3 separate regions of the Sus scrofa genome follow, and regions 2 and 3 are each linked to region 1. A link is a contact called in public Hi-C and HiChIP or PLAC-seq data. All regions are on one chromosome and are shown on one strand. The core of a region is the stretch at or near the end of the contact, and the rest is flanking DNA. Distances in the headings are between cores, read along the strand shown. Region 1 holds the start of SPIDR (DNA repair-scaffolding protein). Region 2 holds the start of MCM4 (DNA replication licensing factor MCM4). Region 3 holds the start of CEBPD (CCAAT/enhancer-binding protein delta).

Region 1 (3,956 bases), core at 820-3,319:
TCAATGCGTCCTTTGCTTGGAATTGCAAATGCCAATCAAAGTAATGCAGTTGGGTAAAGCAGAGCAGAAACTTTAGTCATTGACCAAGGAATGGAGAATGGAGAGGGGGTAAGGGAATTCTCTGAAGGGAAGGGAGTAAGAGAATTTTAAGGGGTAGGAGGCAGACTTCTCACCAGGGTTCTAGGAAAGGGGTGAAGATTTTCAGAGGCAGGTGGGGCTAGCTGGGGCTAGCTGGGGCATGCGCAGTCTTCCATGCTTTTTTGCACATGGAAGAATTTTGCCCAGCAGAGTACAAATCCTTCCCTGGGGCAGAGATCCTAGCATGGTAACAAAGCAATGGTAACTTTTGGACACCTCCAGGTTTCACCTTCAGAGGTGAGTTCCTGTGGCCATCAGAGCCAGTTTGGGGCTTCCTCTGGCCAGTCACCTTGCCTGTCTGGCTGTGACCTGACTCAGGGCCCTGCCCTCAGGATGGATTTTTGCACAAGGGTCTCTGGGAAGTTGACAGGATGTACTATGGTCTGGTACCCCTCCTTTCTCTGACCCTGAGGAAACTTTTTGCAAATGTGTAGTTCTGGAAGTCTCCTTGACCTCAAGAATGAGAAAAAGGTGATCTCTCTTTTATCCAAGCAGGATGCAGCCTTTATCTTGAAGTTATCTGCCACAGGGAACAGATTACAGCTGCTCAGCCTGGGACCCATCTATCTCCTGCTTCAGTAAGGTCTAATTGAGGTAATAATAGCAAATCTTTGGGGAGTCCCTGGCAGAGGCTCGATATTCTAAATCCTAAACTACCCACATTTAGAACCAGTTTATCTTATTCTAAGTGTTGACAGGAACATTATTAGTAAGGTCTACCTCAAGCTAATACTTTTTTTTTTTTTCGGTGATTGCAGTTATCTTACTTTATACTAAGCAGTTGTGGCTTAGGCACTGGAACTCAAACACAATATGGTGAAAGAATAGGCACCAGGGAGGAGAAAAAGACTGAAAACGGCTAAATTGCAAAACACAAAAGTGCTTTTGCAGCAAAAGACCAAAACCCCACTTCTGCCATACTTGTGAGGGTACCAATGGGAACCCTTCCCTCCTGCCCTGGCTGACGCTTTTCACCTTAAATCACGGTGTTAGTTTTCTCTACCACAGACATATCTTTATTAGTGAATACTCCTTCCCTATGACATTGTAACCTAATTCCCTTTATACTCTGTCCTTCCCATTGCATTCCGTTTTGAATCTACTCTCCAAATGCTGGGACACTTAAGCAAACTGGCTTGCAGGGTCTAAGGAAGGGAACAGCCTTTGGTTCTCAAAGTGAGGCAGGACGGCGTTACCTGGGAACTCATCAGAAATGCAGGTTCTCCGGCCTCACTCCGGACCCTAGGAGTCTAAGACCTAGTCACCGGTTATAACAAGTCCCACAGGGATTCTGGCGTCTCTGAACTTGAAAATTTCTTGTTTGCATACTAACCCCCTTATCTCCCAGCAGGTGGGGAAATAGCACCCCTATCTCGGGTTATTTACGGCTGCAACCATTCCTTAAGTATCGATTGTTGAATTCATAGCCCACTTTGGGTTATCACTTATTTTTATTAAGGCGAGTCCTTGCCTAACAAAACACAATATGTACGAGCCTTATCTGAAAAACAGCGCGCGGACTTTTAATAGCTCCCAAGGCGGCGCTTCGGCCTGTCCAAGGGGCGCTCCGCAGGACTCACCTCCAGGTATAGGTAGGAGGAGTACCGCAGCAAACCTTGATCCAGACCTGGCGTCCCTACCGAGTTCCCAGCGGCCAACCGGGTGCGGGGGGCGGGGGTACTAGAGGAAACTACACTCCAGCGGGAGCAACAGCCTAGCACAGCGCGCGCTGCTGCGCAGCGCGTCGGGAGGGCGGTGCGCCCGAAGAATCCCCTCCCCCAATCCGAGGTCCAGCCAATCACAACGTGCGGTGCCGCGCGGCGCGTCGGAAGGGCGGTGCGCCCGGAGAGTCCCCACCCCCAGACTGAGGGCTCACCAATCACAATGTGCGATGCGGCGCGGCCCGCCTGGGGGGCGGTACGTCTGGAGAGCCCCTGCCCTCAGCCCGAGGCCCTCCAATCGTAGCGCGTGGTGCGGCGCGGCGCGCCGAATTGGTGCGGTGGTGAGCAGCTTTCCGGCTCCCTGAGGGGTGGTGCGCTCTTGAGGACGCGGCGTGCGGGGACATGCCCCGCGGCGGCGGTTCGCGCGGCCCGAAGGTAGGCTTTGGGCGTGTGGGTGCCGCCTCCTCCGGGTAGGCCAGGGGTCTGTGGCGCCCGTAGTGTGGAAGCGGCCCGCGTCTGAGGCAGAGCGGGAGGAGCCGCTCTCTTGGAGGGCGGCGGTCGCGGGCGTGGGGCGACCGGGGCGGGTCAGAAGGGCCGTGTGGTTTGAACCTCCCAGGGTTCGGCCGGTCTCTGCCGGTCGCACCCCGGCAGCGGCGGCGGCGTCCTGGGTCCGCGAGGGGCTGCGTCCCCGCCGGGTCTGCGCCACGTCGCCTCCCCTGGCCCTTCAGCCTTTGGCGCGGGGTCCGTGTGGGGAGCCTGGTTCGGAGTGTAAGTGCCCTTGGCGCTTCGAAAGCTGTTTCTGAGCTCCTTGCTTACGAATATGCTTGTCTCATCTGACCGAAAACTTATCAAAGCAGACACTGCTTCCTTTCTTGACTCCGCTCCTTTTACCAAAAAACCATCTGAAAGAATAGTCCGTGTATGGCTCAGCCCCCTTGTCACTACCGTATCTCCTCGCTTCTGGGATACCACTGAGTGAGTGTCACACACCTTGCCAGTTTTATAACCACTTTAGGGAGGAAAAGAAGCCTATGACACGCATACCTGTAGATTGTGGGCTACATCCTGATTTTAGACATAGGAAAAGTCCAGGAAATATACATATATATACATACATACATATATATATGTGTGTGTATATATATATATATATATATATATATTTTTTTTTTTTTTTTTTTTTTTTTTAGGGCCTCACCCATGGCATGTGGAGGTTCCCAGGCCTGGGGTCTAATTGGAGCTACAGCTGCCGGCCTATGCCACAGCCGCTCGGGATCCAAGCCGCGTCTATGACCCACACCAGAGCTCACCGCAACCTCGGATCCTCAACCCACTGAGTGAGGCCAGGGATGGAACGCACAACCTCTTGGTTCCTGATCAGATTTGTTGCCGCTGCGCCCCGCTGGGAACTCCCAAGGAAGCATATTGAACTGTTCAATCCAATATAACATTGGTCATTGTAGCATTTGACGTATTTGCCACCTGCTTCTCTTTCTGTCTTGCAACTGCTCATTTACTTCTCTTTACTGTCTTCCTGCGGGTTCTAACTTTTGACCTTGTGCTTTTTTACCTCTTTACAAGTTTGTTCTGGGCAATCTCATACATTGATGATGATTTTCAGATCTGTATTTGACCTTTCCCTTGAGTTCAGCTTAAACTCAGTGTATTGTGAAATCATTCTTTCGACCACAGTCCACTAAGGCGCCTAGTCAACAGTTTCTTCTGTGTTTTATAGGTCTCAGCCTGTATTATTTGTCCAAAGCTCCCATAGACATCCTCCTGCCCACCCATTGTTATGGCTGGACCAGATCTTGTGGTTCTAATTATGATGGCAAGGTGCACTTCAGCAAAAACCATCAGGGCACTTTGCAAAACAAGATTCCTTACAGGTCCTGGAGAGTACGTTGTACACCAAAGGGCTACACAGCAAGGTCAGGAGGAGAGAGACATAGAGAGGGACAAAGGGAGAGCGAGAGGGATGGCATACTTGGGGTCAGCCTTTATTAGTTTGAGGATCAAATGTCTGGAATTTTGGGGTTTACTTTCATTGGCTATTTTTAAGTAATACCGGGAATTAGGGAGACGCAGCGTTACTCTGTGATGGTCAGTTATCTAGATTACCCAAGGCTTTTGAAAGAAAGCCCTTCATGGGAGGAG
Region 2 (3,956 bases), core at 463-2,962, 500 kb after region 1:
ATGCCCCCTAAAGCTGTTGCCTTTTGAGTGATAAAACACTAGCCTAAGGCGGCCATATTTTGGCAAGGAAAACAGGAAGTTCTAGATGACGTTCCATAGGGATAAGGTAGGCAGAATAATGGTCCCAAAGATGTCCATATCCTAACTTCTAGTGTCACACCTGTCAGTATGCTCACTTTACATGGCAAATGAAAATTAGTTGCCTGTGGAACTAAGGTCACTACTCAGCTGTCCTTAAACTGGGGAGACTGTTGGGCCACCTGGGGCCCCAGTTCACTCAAAAGGGCCTTCACAAGAGGAAGAGGGGAGGAAGATGGGTAATCAGAGAACATAAGGATTCCACCTGTGTTGCCCGACCCACTGCTGCTGGCTTTGAAGATAGGGAGGAATAGTCCTCGAACTGCACATGCCTTCTAGAAGCAAGGAGCACCAGCAAGAAGAAAAGGGACCTCTCTCCTACAGCTGCAAGGAGCTCAATTCTGCTAACAACCTGAATGAAAAAGGACATGAATTCTTCCCCAAGGGCTGTAGAAAAAGGAAAGGGGACATGCCTGCTACCTTGGTTTTAGCTTGATGAGAGGCCTGCTGGGCTTCCAAAACTTTAACAACCCTGTGTTGATTTAAACACTAAGCTTGTGTTATGTCTGAGAAGGGGTAGAATATCAATACACTTCTGGATAACCTCTCAAGAGAATAGACATACGCTGAATATTCCCAGTGAAACTTTTGGAAGATGGACTGGCGGGTTTAGGCGAGAGTGACGTGGAAGAAAACACTATCCTCTCGATTACCCTCCCCACTGTGGAGAGCAATGATGGCCCAATTCAGGGCATTGATTTATGGCCGCAGGGGACACGGGGAAATGCCCGGCCCAGAGGGCAAGGAGGGAGCCTTCACCCCCTGCGCCAGGAGCATGAACCCGCACCTCTGCGGTCCGAGCCGCTGCAATCGGATTCTTAACCCACTGCGCACAGCGGGAACTCCCTCACCACCCTCGGCTTTGCTTTAAATACCTCAACTCTGCCGTTAAGAGGCAGCTGTTAAACCACTTTTGAACACATCACAAATTCTGAGGACCCAGTTCAAACACCGCCCTAGTCGCCCACGCTGGACCAGCCGACGGAAGCGAGGAACCGTACCCACCCAACAGCGCCGGGCCGGAGCTCAGCACGCACTCCTGCCCCAGACCACGCAGCAACTGACAACTGGCCACCGCCGCGCTGCAGCGGTCGGAGGCCGACAAGGACTCCTGCAGCTGCAGCAGGGAGAGCCGCACGCCGGACCCCGAATCAGCCATGACGGCGGAGGATCGCGCCTGCGCACACCAGGCCCCGGCCCAGAAGTGCGGTGGCGCAGGGGGTGGGGCTGTGGGCGGGGCTTCGCGGACCTGCAAGGTTCCCGGGCGCTTGCGCACACACTTTCCGGTCCTTGAAATGCCTTCGATTCGGTTTTCCGTGCTGAAACCTTTCCCGGGACCCTCGAGGGGGTCTCCCTGTAGGAATAGTGACTTACTTACACGTACTTTAAGATTTGGGGAGGGTTATGAACGTGGGGTCCACAGTACCCTTAAAACAAAACGTTAGAACTTGGGGAGAGTCAGGAATTCAACGGCTCGACCTCCAGAAGTAGATGCGGAGGACAGGTGGCGAATTGACCAAGTGCCCCAGGCAGAAAGAGACAGGCCAGGGCTCGGATCAGGGACGACAGCTAGCCCTGTGTAAGGAGCAGGGACGTATCCTTTGGACTTCCAAAGGACGCAGGAGCGGCTCCACCAAGGAACGCCCTTTGGCGCCTGGACCCTGAACGCAGTCAGGCGATCTCCCTAGATTTCCCGCGAAATCGCGCTCCAGTCGCGGACAAGACCACTCGAGCCGGGGAGTTCTGCGTCAGTCTCCTGCGGGGCGCGTGGGGAGGCCGTCTAGCTTCCCCTGCTGCTACACAGTGGTCCTTTCCGGAAGCAGGGCGCCGCTCTGATTGGTGGGCTGCCGCCAGGGGGCGGAGACAACGGTGCCGCCGGCGGGAAACCTGGGCCCTGCTGGAGCAAAGCAAGCGCGACCCTCAGGTGTGGCCCCGCGGGTCGGCGGGGCTGGGGGAAGGGCTGAGAGGAAGGGGTTCAGGAACGCGGGAAGAAGGCGGGCGTCCATCTGGGAGGATCCACTCGAGCCAGTATCCCTGTCGTGCAGCCAGCCATGTCGTCCCCGGCGTCCACCCCAAGCCGTCGCAGCACTCGGCGGGCCGCCCCTACGCAGCCAGGTGAATACCCGGGGTTGGGCTGTGCCCCGTGGGGTCCCCGGGGAGGGCAGGCGGGCAGTGCCGGGTCAGCCCCGAGTCCCCAGTCTCCGTGCGGCTCCGGGGCCACCTGCGCCGACGCCGCCATGCCCTTCCCCTTAGGCCAGGACCCCCCGTCAGCTGGAGAACCTCAGCTGCTGCCCTTGTCGCCAGGCATCGAGCTCCGCAGCTCGCCCCGTGCGCCGTCGGCAGGTTAGCCACCCGGTCGGGGTTCGGGGGTCCGCAGGATTGGGAGGTGGCTGGGGTGGGGTGCTCCCAGGTGGGGGTAGTGAACGAGAATCAGGCCCCTGCGCTCACCCCATGGGACCCGGTCCCCAGGGGCCCCCCTGGACCTGGACATGAGCTCGCCGCTGACCTACGGCACCCCAAGCTCAAGAGTGGAGGGCACCCCAAGGAGTGGCGTTCGTGGTACACCGGTGCGGCAGAGGCCCGACCTGGGGTCGGCGCGCAAGGGGCTGCAGGTGGACTTGCACTCGGACGGGGTGAGTGCTGGGCGGTCCCGGGCATAGGGGCCGGGCGAGGTGAGCCATCCCCGTGACCCTGCTCACGTCGTCTTTTCCTATACAGCCGGCCGCAGAGGATATAGTGGCAAGCGAGCAGTCTTTGGGCCAGAAGCTCGTGATTTGGGGAACAGATGTAAATGTGGCAACGTGCAAAGAAAATTTTCAGGTGAGATATTTGTCATCCTGCAGGCTCCAGAAATGGCTGGAAGAAAGTGTTTGTAACTGCATCTAAGTAACCTGTGATATTTAGGGGCAGATCCTTATGTAGCTGACAAGTTTTTAAGAAGAGAAATATGGCTGTCTCCAAATTGACACACTATTTTTTTCGAAGTATAGTTGATTTACAATATTGTGTTATTTTCATGTGTATAGAAAAGTGATTTAGTTATTATATGTGTTTTTTTGTTTATATTCCATTATAGGTTATTATACTGACTATAACTTCCTGTGCTATACAGTAAACCCATATTGCCCTTCTATCTTAAATATAGCACTTGTGTCTGTTAATCCCATATTCCTAATTTCTCCCTCCTTTCCTCTCCCCTTGATAACCGTAAATTTGTTTTCTTTTTTCTTTTTTTTTATCACAGTTGACCATAAGTTTGCTTTCTATGTCTGTGTGTTTCTGTTTTGTGTATAGATTTATTTGTGTTTATAGATGCCACACATAAGTGATATCATATAGCATTTGTCTTTTTCTTACCTGACATTTCATTAAGTATAATGTTCTCTAGACCCATCAATGTTGCTGCAAACAGCAATTTTTCAATTTTTATGGCTGAGTAGTATTACTGTGTATGTCTTTTCTTCTCATATCTTATTAAGCCAGTTTTCTGTTGATGGGCACTTGGGTTGTTTCCACGTCTTGACTAACCTGAAAAGATATATGCACCCCAATGTTTATAACTTTGTTTTGTATAGTTGCTTATTCCTACCTGCATTAAGCTTAATGTTTTTCTCTCCCCATTAAGAGATTTATTCAGCGTTTTATCGATCCTCTGGCTAAAGAAGAAGAAAATGTTGGCATAGACATTACTGAACCTCTGTACATGCAGCGACTTGGGGAGGTAATCAAATATGCTCACCTCAAAACTCAAAGTAGGTGGTAAAACAATTAGCAGAATATAAATTGTTTTTTCTGTTTCATAGATTAACATTACTGGA
Region 3 (3,956 bases), core at 850-3,349, 320 kb after region 1:
GTTCAAATTTTACCATGATTCAGCATGTTTTTTTGTACTTCCTTTAACATTTCCCCAAAGAATACCTTGCAAAGCTTAAACCTTTGCCCTCTATTGTGCTATCACTGCTCTCCATAATCAGTGTCCAACCTAAGCATTTTGCAGTTCAGTGCTTTTCGTAAAGTGTTCTGGGGAACTATGTCAGAGGTAAAACTTTCTCATGAAGTGTAGGTAGAGTAACTGACCTGACGATAGCTACCTTACAGAGACACTGAGAGGTCTGGTTAGTCTGGCCCAGCCCGGGCCGGAGCCAAGATTATGGAAACTGGGAAAGCTCAGTTATCCTTCACTGTGTTGGCAGAGATCTGAGTTTAAAAGTAAAACCACGGATTAATTATCTCTGGACACTAAAGATCTTGCATTTCCTCCCTTATGACTACATAATCATGACAGGCCACAGTTAATTCATTACATAATATAGATGTAGCAGCCAAGACCAAGAAAGGGTGCCTAGTACCCACACTCTTGGGGGAAAGGCTTTATTTATTCGTCCATATTAAGCGTTGAAACATTACAAGTACTGGCAAGGTAGCTGGTTTTAAGTAGCTTTGTGACTGTTTCTTTTCATCTCCTACGTGACTTCTGTACTTGACACACCTTGGAAGTCTACTTAAAGCTGTCTACAAGACTGAGCAAAGGGAAAGCAAATCCCATTACAGTCAAGGTGAATCAGACGTTTTCGGATAACCTCAGCCCTCTTTCTCCCCGTCCCTGGAGCCCCCACTCGAGGTGGGGCGCGCTCCAGCAAGTTTCTGACACGATCCCGGGGCGCCTTCCACCTGAGAGGGTCTCCTCAAATTAACCCGCAAGTCCTCAGGTGTAGTTCGGCCTGTTTGAGAAGCAAAGCCATGGTCTTCCAGGAACCCGGCCCCAGGGCGCAAGCCGGCCAGACGCGCCCTCCCCGGCGGGTCCGAAGGGCCTTGAGCGCAGGAATCAAGGTGGGTCTAACGCATCTTTATTTTTACAAATACTGTAAAAATCAATATAAAAAAGTGAGCATGCTCAGTCTTTTTTTCGTATCTACAGTACAAAGGCTAGTCTCGAAAAGTCTCTTACGAATGTACCTTAGCTGCATCCTAGGGGTAGGATGTAGAGAAGCTGCCGTCATAGTAACTTAGGGTCCACGCGACAGCTGTCCAAGTCCCAGACCGGCCAGGCAGCTCCAGGCACTGCGGCCGCAGTCCGCGCGCCCCCCGCGTCACCGCGCGTCCGCCGCCCCCGCGCCGGGCAGGAAGGGTGCGCCGGGTAGCTGCTTGAAGAATCGCCGCAGGCCGGCTAGGTCCCGTGTGAGCTGCTCCACGCGCTGTTGCAACTTCTCGTTTTCGGCTGAAAGCTCCACCAGCTTCTGCTGCATCTCTTGGTTGCGCCGTTTGGCCTTGTCACGGCTCTTGCGCACCGCGATGTTGTTGCGTTCGCGCCGCTGCCGATACTCTGGGCTGCCGCGGTCCGGGCCCCGCTTGCCCGCTGCTTTGTCGCGTGCGGGCCCTGGCGCTGGGGGCGCGGGGCTGCGGCGCGGCGGCTCGGGCGACGCGGGAGGCGTGGGTTGCGCGGCGGCCGCCAGGCTCACCACCGTCTGTGCGCACGCGGCCACCTGCGCGGGCAGCAGCGAGCCGGGCGCGTCGCCGTCGCCCCAGTCCGGCTCGCGCTTGAGCGGTCGCGGTGCGGGGCCGGGGCCCGCAGGGCGCGCGGGGGCCCCGGGCAGCAGCTCCAGGGCGCCAGCCTTATGGTTGCTGTTGAAGAGGTCAGCGAAGAGCTCGTCGTGACACAGCTCCAGGGTGGGCACGGCGGCCATGGAGTCTATGTAGGCGCTGAAGTCGATGGCGCTCTCGTCGTCGTACATGGCGGGAGCGGCCGGCTCAGTTCCGCGACCAGGCTTCCCTGCGCGGCCAGGCTCGTAGAAGGCGGCGGGCTCCGCAGACCAGGGCGCGCCGCGCGCTGGGCCGTCTAGGCTGAAGAGCGCGGCGCTCATGGCGGCGTCGAGCCGACAGCGAGCGCGGTCCCCTGGCGGTCCGGGCGCAGCCTTTTCTAGCCCGGCTGACGCGCACGCTCCGCCCCGGCCGCGGACCGCGGGACCCCCGCCCGAGCGCCTCCCCCGCGCTTCCTGCCCGCCGGCCCGGCCCGCGCGGCGCTGCCGGGAACGACCCTCCCTCGGCCGCGCCTCCTTCCTGCTGGTGGGTCGGGGCCTCTGCTCCCGCGGCACCGGGGCGGAACCAGAGCGGAGGGCGGCGGGGACTCTGCACGGGGGCGCTGCCTCGCAGCTTCAGGGAATTTGGGTCTTGGTGCTTCCCGATCAAGGAGATGGGGAATGGGGGAGGATCGCGACGCTGCCCCGCGGCGTTCCGCTGGCTCCTGGGTGGTGGGTGGGGTCGCTCTCAAACCCCGCGGGCCTGGGGCCAGGGGAAGCTATTTTGAACCCTGCACCCCGCAAGCCCCACGAGCTCGGAGCTTCTAGATAACTCAGTGCCCCGGGCGAACCCCACCAACTCCCTGCCCCACGAGCCCGGCACCCCTGGCGCTGCTTCCTGGTCCACTAGAGCAGTGCCATCTTGCGGTGGTTTCTTACTTCAGTTTTTTAGGCCGGATTCTTTCTATTCAATATTCCAAAAAAGAAGTGCCTTTGGATCCAGAGCAGTGGGGTGGGTCCCTTTCAGGAGAAAGAAAACGTTGGTAAGGTATTAACATGTTCGCTTTCCGGGTTGTAAAATGCAGGAAAAAGACACTGAACTGGTTTTGTTGCGTTTCCTACAATTTGGACAGGCATTTCAGGTCAATTCCATTTTTTGCACCACAGACCCTGTTCAGACCTGGCCTTCATCCACAACCTTTCTCGTTTCCTCTTGTCCCAACACTCAACGTTCCACAAGCTCTACAGCGCTCCATGAACTATCGCTGGAGTGTCTGCAGTCAATTCCAGTGGTGACTTCTGAAAACACACCATAGGGTACTGAGTAGGCTTTCTAGAGGGACATACATAATGCGCTAGAATTACTCCAGGGACATGATATAGATCTCACACTTATAATTACCTATTAAGGGTAAAACCTAGGAACACATAGAGTGTGGTTCATGCACATCCCCCCAAAAAAACATGTATTTCAGAAGCCATAAAAACGTTACCAAAGACTTCTCCAGGGAGGGAATGCACAAAGAACCATATTCTCATAAAAAAAAAAATTCAGCGAGATGATTGGTACATCCAGATGTCAGATTGGGATTGAGCTTGGAAGATGCTATCCTCATATTTTTTAAATGTATTAACCAGTAATTAATGATAATTTTTATTTTTAAAACCTTTTTTTAGGTCTGCACCTGTGGCATATGGAAGTTCCCAGGCTAGGGGTTCAATCTGAACTACAGCTGCTGGCCTGCGCCACAGCCACATGGGCTCCAAGCCACATCTGCGACCTACAGCACAGCCCACCCCAACGCCAGATCCCAGACCCACTGAGTGAGGCCAAGGATAGAACCTCATCCTCATGGATACTAGTTGGATTCATTTCCATGGTGCCAGAGTGGGAAATCCCAATGATAACTTCTAGATTTAAGAATTTTCTTCCCTCTTTCAGAAATAGAGAAAGGAGAGGTCATAGGCCAGCAAAGTATAGATTTGTTATGACATTGAACACAAGTGAAAGACTGTTAAAAATGCAGTATAACAATATAGCTCTCTGATAGTAGTTCACAGTCATTTTTTGAATGTCTCCACTTACTGCATTTCTCATTGTTAGGGATCTTGAAGCTGTAGTATTTTTATTTTATTTTTATTTATTTATTTTTGGCTTTTTAGGGCCACACCTGTGGCATATGGAGGTTCCCAGACTAGGGGTCGAATCAAAGCTACAGCTGCCCTCCAACATCACAGCCACAGCAAAACCAGACCTGAGCCTCGTCTGGGACCTACACCACAGCTCACAGCA

What was found. Hi-C and Micro-C count contacts between places; a contact is called where the count stands out from the background. HiChIP or PLAC-seq counts read pairs in DNA pulled down with a chosen protein or histone mark.
Region 2: a Hi-C map of skeletal muscle shows a contact between it and region 1, with 5 times the contacts expected there. The contact joins the promoter of MCM4 here to the promoter of SPIDR in region 1. A contact is called at or near these places in 2 of 47 Hi-C or Micro-C datasets (blood and skeletal muscle) and 1 of 2 datasets of contacts at active chromatin or transcription factors (skeletal muscle).
Region 3: an H3K27ac HiChIP or PLAC-seq map of alveolar macrophages shows a contact between it and region 1. The contact joins the promoter of CEBPD here to the promoter of SPIDR in region 1. A contact is called at or near these places in 3 of 5 promoter capture datasets (fetal liver, fetal skeletal muscle and liver), 8 of 47 Hi-C or Micro-C datasets (embryonic fibroblasts, fetal heart ventricle, liver and 1 more) and 2 of 2 datasets of contacts at active chromatin or transcription factors (alveolar macrophages and skeletal muscle).

The regions. Positions count from the first base shown.
Region 1 is chr4:80,188,857-80,192,812 of Sscrofa11.1, reverse strand. It overlaps SPIDR (DNA repair-scaffolding protein), which reads left to right and starts at 2,069. Exons shown (of 20, transcript XM_021090636.1): 1 at 2,069-2,234. The coding sequence starts at 2,202. It overlaps LOC106510093 (a long non-coding RNA gene), which reads right to left and starts at 1,924. Exons shown (of 3, transcript XR_002343696.1): 1 at 1,719-1,924.
Region 2 is chr4:79,684,720-79,688,675 of Sscrofa11.1, reverse strand. It overlaps MCM4 (DNA replication licensing factor MCM4), which reads left to right and starts at 1,712. Exons shown (of 17, transcript XM_021089418.1): 1 at 1,712-2,062; 2 at 2,184-2,253; 3 at 2,392-2,481; 4 at 2,608-2,771; 5 at 2,857-2,958; 6 at 3,764-3,859; 7 at 3,942-3,956. The coding sequence starts at 2,190. It overlaps PRKDC (DNA-dependent protein kinase catalytic subunit), which reads right to left and starts at 1,301. Exons shown (of 86, transcript XM_021089419.1): 1 at 1,144-1,301. The coding sequence starts at 1,297. It overlaps LOC102164310 (a long non-coding RNA gene), which reads right to left. Exons shown (of 3, transcript XR_002343341.1): 3 at 3,188-3,666.
Region 3 is chr4:79,871,006-79,874,961 of Sscrofa11.1, reverse strand. It overlaps CEBPD (CCAAT/enhancer-binding protein delta), which reads right to left and starts at 2,099. Exons shown (of 1, transcript XM_005663091.2): 1 at 481-2,099. The coding sequence starts at 2,008. The coding sequence ends at 1,238. It overlaps SPIDR (DNA repair-scaffolding protein), which reads left to right. Exons shown (of 20, transcript XM_021090636.1): 20 at 1-25.